Linked DNA regions of Triticum aestivum: region 1 is linked to region 2. A link is a contact called in public Hi-C data. All regions are on one chromosome and are shown on one strand. The core of a region is the stretch at or near the end of the contact, and the rest is flanking DNA. Distances in the headings are between cores, read along the strand shown. Region 1 holds the start of LOC123052600. Region 2 holds the start of LOC123052595 (GATA transcription factor 2).

Evidence for each region. Hi-C and Micro-C count contacts between places; a contact is called where the count stands out from the background.
Region 1: a Hi-C map of leaf shows a contact between it and region 2, with 3 times the contacts expected there. The contact joins the promoter of LOC123052600 here to the promoter of LOC123052595 in region 2. A contact is called at or near these places in 2 of 5 Hi-C or Micro-C datasets (both in leaf).

Annotation. Positions count from the first base shown.
Region 1 is chr1A:392,833,985-392,838,904 of IWGSC CS RefSeq v2.1, forward strand. LOC123052600 reads left to right here and starts at 3,609. Exons shown (of 3, transcript XM_044475853.1): 1 at 3,609-4,101; 2 at 4,196-4,458; 3 at 4,843-4,920. The coding sequence starts at 3,762. The coding sequence ends at 4,899.
Region 2 is chr1A:392,309,617-392,314,390 of IWGSC CS RefSeq v2.1, forward strand. It overlaps LOC123052595 (GATA transcription factor 2), which reads left to right and starts at 2,715. Exons shown (of 2, transcript XM_044475848.1): 1 at 2,715-3,467; 2 at 3,609-4,535. The coding sequence starts at 3,108. The coding sequence ends at 4,298.

The sequences.
Region 1 (4,920 bases), core at 2,359-4,858, 530 kb after region 2:
TCTGTTGTCCTTGGCTGTTACACGGGACTGGTTTCTTCGTCAGCTGGATGTTTAGAACGCCTTTCTTCATGGTGTTCTGGATGAGGAGGTTTACATGCGTCAGCCTTCGGGGTTCGTTGATCCTACTCGCCCTCGTCATCTTTGTCGCCTGGTCAAGGCACTCTATGGGCTGAAGCAGGCTCCTCGTGCTTGGCATGCCAGATTGGGCTCTATTCTTCGGTCACTTGGTTTTGTTCCCTTCACTGCTGACACCTCGCTTTTCCTTCTGCATCGGCCTCAGGTGACGATGTATCTTCTGGTATATGTTGATGACATTATCCTCATTAGCTCCTCTGATGCTGCTGCTGATCGTCTGATCTCTTCCTTGAGTGGTGATTTTGCGGTGAAGGATTTAGGAACATTGCATTACTTGCTTGGCCTGGAAGTTTCACGTTCTCCTGTTGGTTTGACACTCACTCAGCATAAGTACTCGATGGACTTGTTGCGACGGGCCGGTATGCTACAGCGCAAGCATGTCATGACTCCTATGTCTGATACTGACCATCTGTCTGCCTTTGATGGAGATCTTCTCACCTCTGAGGATGCCACTGAGTATCATAGCGTTGTTGGTGGTCTGCAGTACCTGACTATCACTCGGCCCGACATCTCATATGCAGTCAATCGTGTCTGTCAGTTTCTTCATGCTCCTCGGACTACTCATTGGACAGCGGTGAAGCGCATCCTTCGATACATTTGCTTTACTGCCTCATATGGTTTACTTCTTCAGCCAACACCGTCTCCTACGCTTTCTGCTTTTTCAGATGCAGACTGGGCTGGTAATCCAGATGACAGGCGATCCACGGGGGGGCATGTTGTCTTCTTTGGTCCTAACTTGATCGCCTGGGCTGCTCGTAAACAAGCTACAGTGTCCAGGAGTAGTACTGAAGCTGAATACAAGGCAGTTGCAAATGCTACAGCTGAGATCATATGGGTACAGTCCTTATTGAGAGAGTTGGGAGTTCCTCAATTTCAGCCACCTATTCTTTGGTGTGACAACATTGGTGCTAAATATCTGTCATCTAATCCAGTGTTTCATGCTCGGACAAACACATTGAAGTTGACTACCACTTTGTGCGGGAACGTGTTGCACAGAAGCTACTCCACATCAAGTTCATCTCTTCAAAGGATCAACTTGCTGACATCTTCACGAAGCCTCTTCCACAACCTCAGTTTGTAGGCTGTAGGCGCAATCTTAACATACTTTGTACTTTAGGGCATAGTTAAGATTGAGGAAGGGTGTTAGACTGTATTTATACGTAGCCTCTGTATAGTTCTTGTATATTGTACCATACACCTTTGTGTACCCCTTATATATATGAGATAGCCACACCCTGGAAGGGTGTCGGACAGTTTCCCAAAACCCTAAGTCTTACATTCCCGGCCCAATTTTGAGCTGGATTTGCGTCGGCGCGGACACAAGAAGGACGCGCGCGCGCCTACTCCTCTCCTCGGGCCCGCCGGTCGGTGGCAGCCACCACCATTTCCCCCCCCCCATTTTTTCCAAAAACACTCACGCCCGCGCGCGCCCCCGCCCCCCAACCAGCCATGGAGGACGCAATCGACCTCGACCTCGACGCCACCGCCGGCCTCGCCTCCCTCGCCTCGTCCGGCGCCGTCGCCCCCTCCGGGAAAGGCAAGCCTCGTGCCCCATGCAAGACCGCCGCCGCGACCAACTCCAAGAAGGAGGACAAGAGAGATGCGGCCACCAACGCCTTGATCGCAAGCGTGGACGGCATGATGAATAAGAAGGACTCAAAGGAGGAGGAGCGTCGACGTTTCAAGGCGGAGCAGATGGATGCTTTCATGGAGATCCAAAGGAGGAGGCTTGATCTTGACGTCGAGAAGCAAGCCAAGATGTTCGAGCTCGAGGCGGAGAAGCAAGCCAAGATGCTAGAGATCGAGGCCGCCAACGCCAAGACCAAGGCGAAAGAAGTGGCTCTTGCGAGCATGATGACCGGGGTGGAGATCATGAAGGTGGATCTCAACACTGTGTCGCCAAGGAAGAGGCCGTGGTTCGAGAAGATGCAGGCCGACATGCTCAAGTTCGACGACGAGTGATCTATAGCGGCGAGGGCCATCTTTTTTGTATACCAGCAGGTGTGCCGATATGACCACGGGAGCCGCCATGGCGTGGTCGAACTCAAGTCCCACCCTTTTTTGTGTGCTGACATGTGTGCCGGACGGCTGGCGAGTGCGCCAGCATGAACTATGGTGATATTTTCTGAAGCCGGCATTGTATGCCGGCGCTAGCATGATGCCGGCATGAGACATGGCCGCTGGCATGATCGGCCACAGGCCATTTTTATTTAAAAGTTGAATGCGGGCATGAAATGGGTCGGCGTGTTGGGCGCACTGCCGACCCAAATACAAAATTGGGCGGACGCCAGGCGGGCGGCCGACCCGAACGGACAAAAAACGAACAAATGCGCCATCAGTTTGAGTCGGCCGCCGTAGGAGTTGCTCTAATCGTGCTTCCGTACGTATTCAGTCTTGTTTCATCATAATCATCATCATAGTATAATCCCCGGCTGTGCCTCCCAACCTTGAGCTGGTCCACTAGAAACAGTTTTGGCTCTATGATACCGAGGGGCTTCATCTGACCTGGTCCTTTTTCTTTGGCTAAACGAGACAAGAAACCCAGGAAAACGTCGTCTTCTCGTCCGTACGCGCGCCAGCTCTATCCACCTAGCGAGCTCCATTCGGAAGCCTACTCACAGTAGGAATTTAGTACACAAAGGACGTCCACAATGCACAAGACGCATCGCCAGCTCCATCAGTTTTTCTTTTGTTATAGTATATATATCCTCAGCAGCAATCCCAAACGCGACCCCGGCTCCATCTCCAACTCCAAGACCCGAGCCGTCACGCACTAGAAGAGCCGGATTAAGAAACCTCACCACTAACGGATGGCATCAGATCATCGGATACGACAGATACCGGCAGGTCGGAGAGCTAGTTGGGCAGGGGGGCGCCGGATCGTGACCGGACCTGGACGGCGCCCGCCGTGCCAGTTTAAGCTTGAGCTCGGTGGCTGGGCGGCGCGTGTGAGACTGCCGATTGGCATCTTGTTCGCCTACGTATGGTAACAGACGTGTCTGTCCCGGCCTCTGGATCTTGTTGCTTGGCTCTGCCTCTCACGGCGCCGCACGTAACGTGCGTGACGCATGGACGCCATGTGTTCCAGCGCCATTGCACCGGCCTGCTTTAATCACTTTGCTATTTTTTTGTGATAGTAATAATGCCCGAAGAAGAGAAAAACTGTACATGTGAATTCCCACATTGAAACATACGTACTACGTACGTACAAGAAAGGGTCGTAGAGATACCTCGGTCTTCACCTACACGATGCATCCATCGTGACACGGTGGGAATCGTGGCCTTCGCGGGCAGTTTCACCCTCGCGGAACCCGGCGTGAACAAGGCGGTTGCTGCCGCGTGAGTCCGTCAGGGTGGGTCAAACTCAACTCGCAAGTCACCACGCCACGTCCCCATCAACCGTCGGACTCCACGCGGCGAAGCAAACTAAACCATCTCGCCGGCTCCACGCTCGCCCGCAGGCCGCAGCTGCCTCCATCTATCCACTTCCCCGCCCCGCCCCGACCTTAAAACAATCCGGCCAACCAACCAACCCCACTGCCCGATCAGCTCCGTCTACCGCAACCCGACGCACCGCCCACGACGGGCCGCCGTCCTCGCGCGCAGGCTCCGACGGCGCGGGGGGCATGGAGAAGAAGCTGCCGCTGGCGCTGGCGCTGGCGCAGAAGCACGGCGCCGGGGAGCCCGCGTGGGCGCGGCCGTGGCGGTGGGCCAAGACGGCCTTCTTCCTCGTCGCCATGCTCGCCTCGCTGCTGCTCGTCTGCGCGCCGCCCCTGCTCGTCGTGCTCCTCGACCTCGCCCTCCCGCCCATGCTCCTCTCCGCGCACCTCCGCGCCGACGCCGGCGCCGAGCCCCCGCACCGGTCCTTCGTGCCGGCCATGCTCGACCAAGCGCGCGCGTTCGAGTTCCGGTCCTCCCTCGTCGACCTGCCCGCCGTCTCCGCCGCGCGCGCCCTGCTCATCCTCTGTGAGTACTTCTTGGCATTGCAACCTCGGTTTCCTTCCTTCTCGGTCACGGCCGAGCTGACCGGTTGAGTTTTTTCTTGTGCCGGCGGCGACAGGCGCGTACACGGTGTGCGGGGGAGGAGGCGGCGCGTACCTGTGGGTGGTGGCGGCGAGCGCCGCGGCGTCCGCGTCGTACGTGCTGGCCAAGGCGGCCGCCGTGCTGCCGCGCGGCGCCGCGCCGCAGGGGAAGGGCGCCGGCGGGCCGGAGCCGATGCTCCTGCTCTCCCTGTCGCTCGCGGCCGCGCACCTCGCCGTCGCGTACCGGGCCAGCTGCCGCGAGCGCCGCCGCCTGCTCGTCTACCGGATCGACGTGGAGGCCGTGAGTACCCTCGCCCCCTCGCCTTTGCTTCTCTGAAAAATCCACGTTTGCGTGACGAAAAACAATACTATCCCGCCGGCGCCGAGCCGACGGCGTGATTCCTGAGAACAAACCAGGCATTATTAGGCTGGGCTGTCGTCCGTGCTTTCGGTGAGAAAGAGGGTCGAGGAACCAAATACGATTCGCTCGCCAAGTCATTAGCGCGTAGCTGCCGATATGTTTAAGCCAAAAGCAGTGCTTTTCTACTTACTAACAATGAAGTCATCTAAACAAATGGATCGGACGCTTCTGGCACTCTGCACCGGACGAGAAAAGCAGTGAGCTTTTACTTTCTTATACTCAACCAGCATCTGAAAAAAGAGCCATTTTCATTTGTGAATGCAGGTACGGCTGAAAGGGGGCCACCAGACACCCAAGGGGCTGAAGCAGTGCAGCGTCTGACATGGTGTTCTCAACTTCTGA
Region 2 (4,774 bases), core at 1,465-3,964:
TCCCATGGCACGTACTCCCTCCGTTCCTAAATATTTGTCTTTCTAGACATTTCAAATGACTACTACATACGGATGTATGTAGACATATTTTAGAGTGTAGATTCACCTATTTTGCTTCGTATGTAGTCACTTGTTGAAATGCCTAGAAAGACAAGTATTTAGAAACGGAGGGAGTAGTTCTGAACTGAAACCAAGTTACTCTGTATACTTACAAGAAAGACTAGCTGAGTAAAGCGAGTTCTAGAGCTAGCTGCGTGGTAGTGCTACTAGTCCCATTACTGCAGCTCTCCTGATTAAAGCCGACCAGTTACTGCTGTGACCTAAAGGTTTACGTGAGGGAGGACGCGTAAAACGACAGCTTGGCATGATTAGTTCACGTATCAATATTCCGTGTGTCAGGCGCACCATGTGTAACATGTCCGCTGTCGGGCCTAGCATGCCCTACTTCCAAATGGGCCTTTTCCCTTTCTCTTCCTCCTTCCAATTTACTCGCAAGTAAACACAGCTTGTTCCACAAACTTCACCGTACCCGCGTATATATATATACATGCGTACGTACGTGCTCCTGATCTCTGTCTTGGCGCGCTTAAGTTAAGCACTACATACATGTGATACGTACGTACGTGCGTTGCAAGGCCAGAGAAACACCGATACTTGACTGGAATTAAGCCAACATTTTTGTCCAACTCATACTCTCCGTAGCAGGAAAGAACTTTGCTAGCTTACTGTGGACGATACGATGCGATACGTACGTACCGGTACAACGTTACTACGAGGATTGGGTGCGTAGATGGAGGCAGTGCATGCTATTACTAACTAGGATGGCGAAATTATGGGCTCCCAGTAGAGTACATGCACGCACTTATGGAACCCAAGCAAAGGCGTGATGGGTCGGGGAAGCCCCTTTACGTTGCTACTCCGGCATGCATCATGGCACATGCATCATTTCATGCATGCCGCGTTTGTCTCAAAAAAAAAAATCATGCATGCCGCGCAGTCACTCGCACATAACCGAACACGCACCACGCCCGCCGGCCGGCGTCCAGCAGCTAGCCGCTTGCTTGCCACCCGGGCCGGGCAAGGAAGAGTAATTGGCCTCCGGCCTATATAAAGAAAGATTCCTCGGGCCCGGCTGGCCGTCTGAGCCCGCACGTCCTCGCCGGAGTCGGCCTCCCCGATGAACCGGAACTTTACAGACTGGGTAGTTTGGTTAGCAGCAGCAGCGAAGAGCAAATGCGTGAAGCGGGCAAGCGTTGCTGCGTGCCACAGGGGCTTTTATTGCATGCCGAGACCGGCAGGGAAACGAGCACCAGCGACAAGGCTCTGGGGCGGGACGGCGATCAAAGAAGGAAACGCTTGGAGACCTCCCCGGAATGGAATTATTTTTGACCGGGGTGGCCATTCTGGGTGTCAGACCTTCCCGCCTGGCTAGCGGTACGAAATGCCCCGCGCGAGGCAGCATTCATTTCGCGTCAGGCAGGAGAGATGATGCGTTGCATGATGCTTCCCTTCCATTCCCTTGCGCGTCGTCCACTTCGCCCGTCCGTCTATGGCGAGTGGGGCTGGGGCGACACTCGCCGCAGGCTACAGCTCACGGGGTCACGTGGCGCGTCGTGTGCTCATGCACTCGCTCTCAATGCGTTAGGGTTAAAGTAGTAGTAGTAACATGCACGGCAAAGCTCCCGAGCTCAACGGGATGAACAGTAAAACTCAGAGAAAGAAAAAATTCAAAAAATATTTGGTTTCTTTTGTGCAAACATTGACAAAAGTTTTACACGCTCACAATATTTCATGTTGAAAAGATATCTTTGAAGTTGTGGCAAAAAAGAAATCAGCAATCCAAAATGCTTTTGAAAAATAAAATTTTTGGAGCATCAATTTTGCTTTTTTCCACGACTTTCAAAAATGTTATTTCAAGATGAAATTTTGTGAGCACGCACAAATTTTCTCAATGTTTGTACCCAAAAAAAGTTCAATTTTTTTTGAATTTTACTGTTCATCCAAGTTCAATTAAGCTCCGGCTCAGAAACTCACATCCCATGCACGGCTGATTCCCCTCCTTTCCTTACCAAAATGAAAAGCACAGCGGTGGGGACGTGATGTTTCTCAGCTCGAGCTCAAATGAGCTTGAGTGAACAGTAAATTCTAAAAATATATACATAAGGAAACTATTTTATTTTCGTGGCAAACACTGACAAATATTCTGGGTGTTCGTAAATTTTTATCATGAGAAGACATTTGTGAAAGTAATAGAAAAAAACAAAATAATAAATGCTCCTAAAGTGCTAATTTCAAAAATATTTCAGAGTGTTGATTTTGTTGTTTTTCCACGGCTTCAACGGATGTCATTCCATGGTGAAATCTACAAGCACTCAAACCATTCGCTAAAGTTTGATACACACAAAATTCAAATCCTTCAGAATTTGTTTTTTTTTGGAATTTAATGTTCATCTCGAGCTCATTTAAGCTCCGAGGTAGAAGAGCACTTTCTCAACAACGGAGCTATGTTGAGGCGAGGGGGGGCTAGAAAATTTCATTTGAAGTGCCTATATGAGGGAATAATTAGCCTTTTGCACCCTCAGATCTTTGTCATTTACGTTTCGCCCCCGCTGGTTTTTGTAGATGCTCTTAAAGCGTTGCTAGGCCGAGAATGGAGCTGTGATAAAAGAGAGAGAGACGCATGTGGTCTGGCGCGCACATGAGCGTGCACAGAGAGAGAAGATGGGTGGGCACGTTGGAGGCCTGCCCCTGTGCTGGGGTACCCTGTAGCAGGCCAGCTTCCGTTCCCCTCCGCACGCTAATCCTCTACCCCCCCTAATCGCACCACCTTCAACTCTCTCTCTCTCTCTCCCCTCCGTCCTTCTCTCCATTAAATTATCTCGCAACTGCCCTTCCTGCTACTAGCGACTGATTGGAGCTCGCCCTTCAAAGCCCAGCGCGCACTATTTCTTCTCCGCCCAGCTCGCCTCCTCCCTCGTTCGCACCACTTTATAAACCTTCTCGCACACTCACACTCCTCACTGCTAGCTTAGCTCGTACTGGAACGGCCAGTGCCAGTGCTCTTTAAGTACGCGGCACACAAGCTTGCTGCTCTCCCGGGGGCTGGAATGGCGTCCGAGTGGGAAATGGCCATGGGCGTGGAGCTCGGCATGGGAATGGGCTCCTACCACAACGCCTCCAACGTCCACGCCGTGCCCATGGGCCACCAGGCCGGCGGCTACTCCGCGGCCGCTCACCATTTCTACGGGATGCAGCCCATGCGCGACGCCAGCATGCGCGTGGATGAGCTTCTCGACTTCCCCACCGCGGGCGCCCACGACTTCTTCCCCGCCGCGCCGGACAACGGACTCCACCACCATCACCACCTCGGCGCCGGCGTGGGCGAGCTGTCGGCCACCACCCCTTCCGCCACGTCGTCGGATCACCAGACGTCCATGCTCTCCTTCGCCGACGAGTTCTACATACCCGTAAGCACCGCATAATTGACGAACGCGTAGCCCTTGCAGATGAAATTGTGCATGATCGTTAAATCGTGTGCATTCTGACACGTACTCGTGATCATCGAACTGCTGACCTTACCTGAATGTGTATGTACGTGTGCGTTTCAGAGCGAGGAAGCCGCGGAGCTCGAATGGCTATCCAAGTTCGTGGACGACTCCTACTCGGACATGCCGAATTACTCATCGACCGCGCATGCGGCAATGGCGGCGGCTAACGCGGCGAACAACAGCTGCGTCACAGCGGAGCCAGGCCGCGGAGCGCGAAGCAAGCGGTCGCGCGCGAGCGCCGCGGCCGCCGCCGCATGGCACTCCCTCATGCCGCACCCGCCTTCGCAGCCATCGCCCTCGTCCTCGTGTTCCTCGTCCGACTTCCCGTCCTCGACGACGGCACGACCTAGCGGCTCCAACTGCGGCAGTCGCGGCAAGAAGCAGGGACCCGTCGCCGGCGGCGAGGTGGGCCTGGTGGAGGGCGGCGTGCGGCGCTGCACGCACTGCGCCTCGGAGAAGACGCCGCAGTGGCGAACGGGGCCGCTGGGGCCCAAGACGCTGTGCAACGCGTGCGGCGTGCGGTTCAAGTCAGGACGGCTGGTGCCGGAGTACCGGCCGGCGGCAAGCCCCACGTTCCTGCTGACGCAGCACTCCAACTCTCACCGCAAGGTGATGGAGCTGCGCCGCCAGAAGGAGCTCGTTCTCATCCGCGGCAGCCACCGTCTGGACGCGGCAGCGGCGGCGGCCGGCCCCGGCCCCGGGGTGACCGTGAAGCCGGAGCTCATGTTCCATGACTACGGCATATGTTGATCGCTTGAGCCGGCCGTACGGATGTACTCCTAGCTAGTTAGCCGTGCATCATCGCGCGCCCGCGCAGCCTAGCTAGCTAGCTAGATCCCTTTGCAAAATTCTCAGGCCTCCTTTTCTTCACTTTTCGCCTTTTTTTCTCTTCATATATTTTGCATCTTTTTGTTAATTAATTTGTTGGTACCTACCTCCCTTCCAAGTTCTACTACGAGTGATGAATATCAAGTTCTGTTGGTACAATTGCCATCGTGGCCAATCCAACGCTGAATTGTGGTATAATTTCTCAAGAACTTCGTAAATAACGCTAAATTTGTTAATCGAACGAACGGCCAAAATCTACCAGAGTTTCACGGATTATTCTTCGAGTGTCAGGATTCGTCTCTGCCTCCTACAAAAAACATCAAACTGGCTGCTTTTTCCATGGCAAAATCTGAGCGATGTTACTGCCGGTCATGCAAGAAGCTCGAGTGCCACTAGCT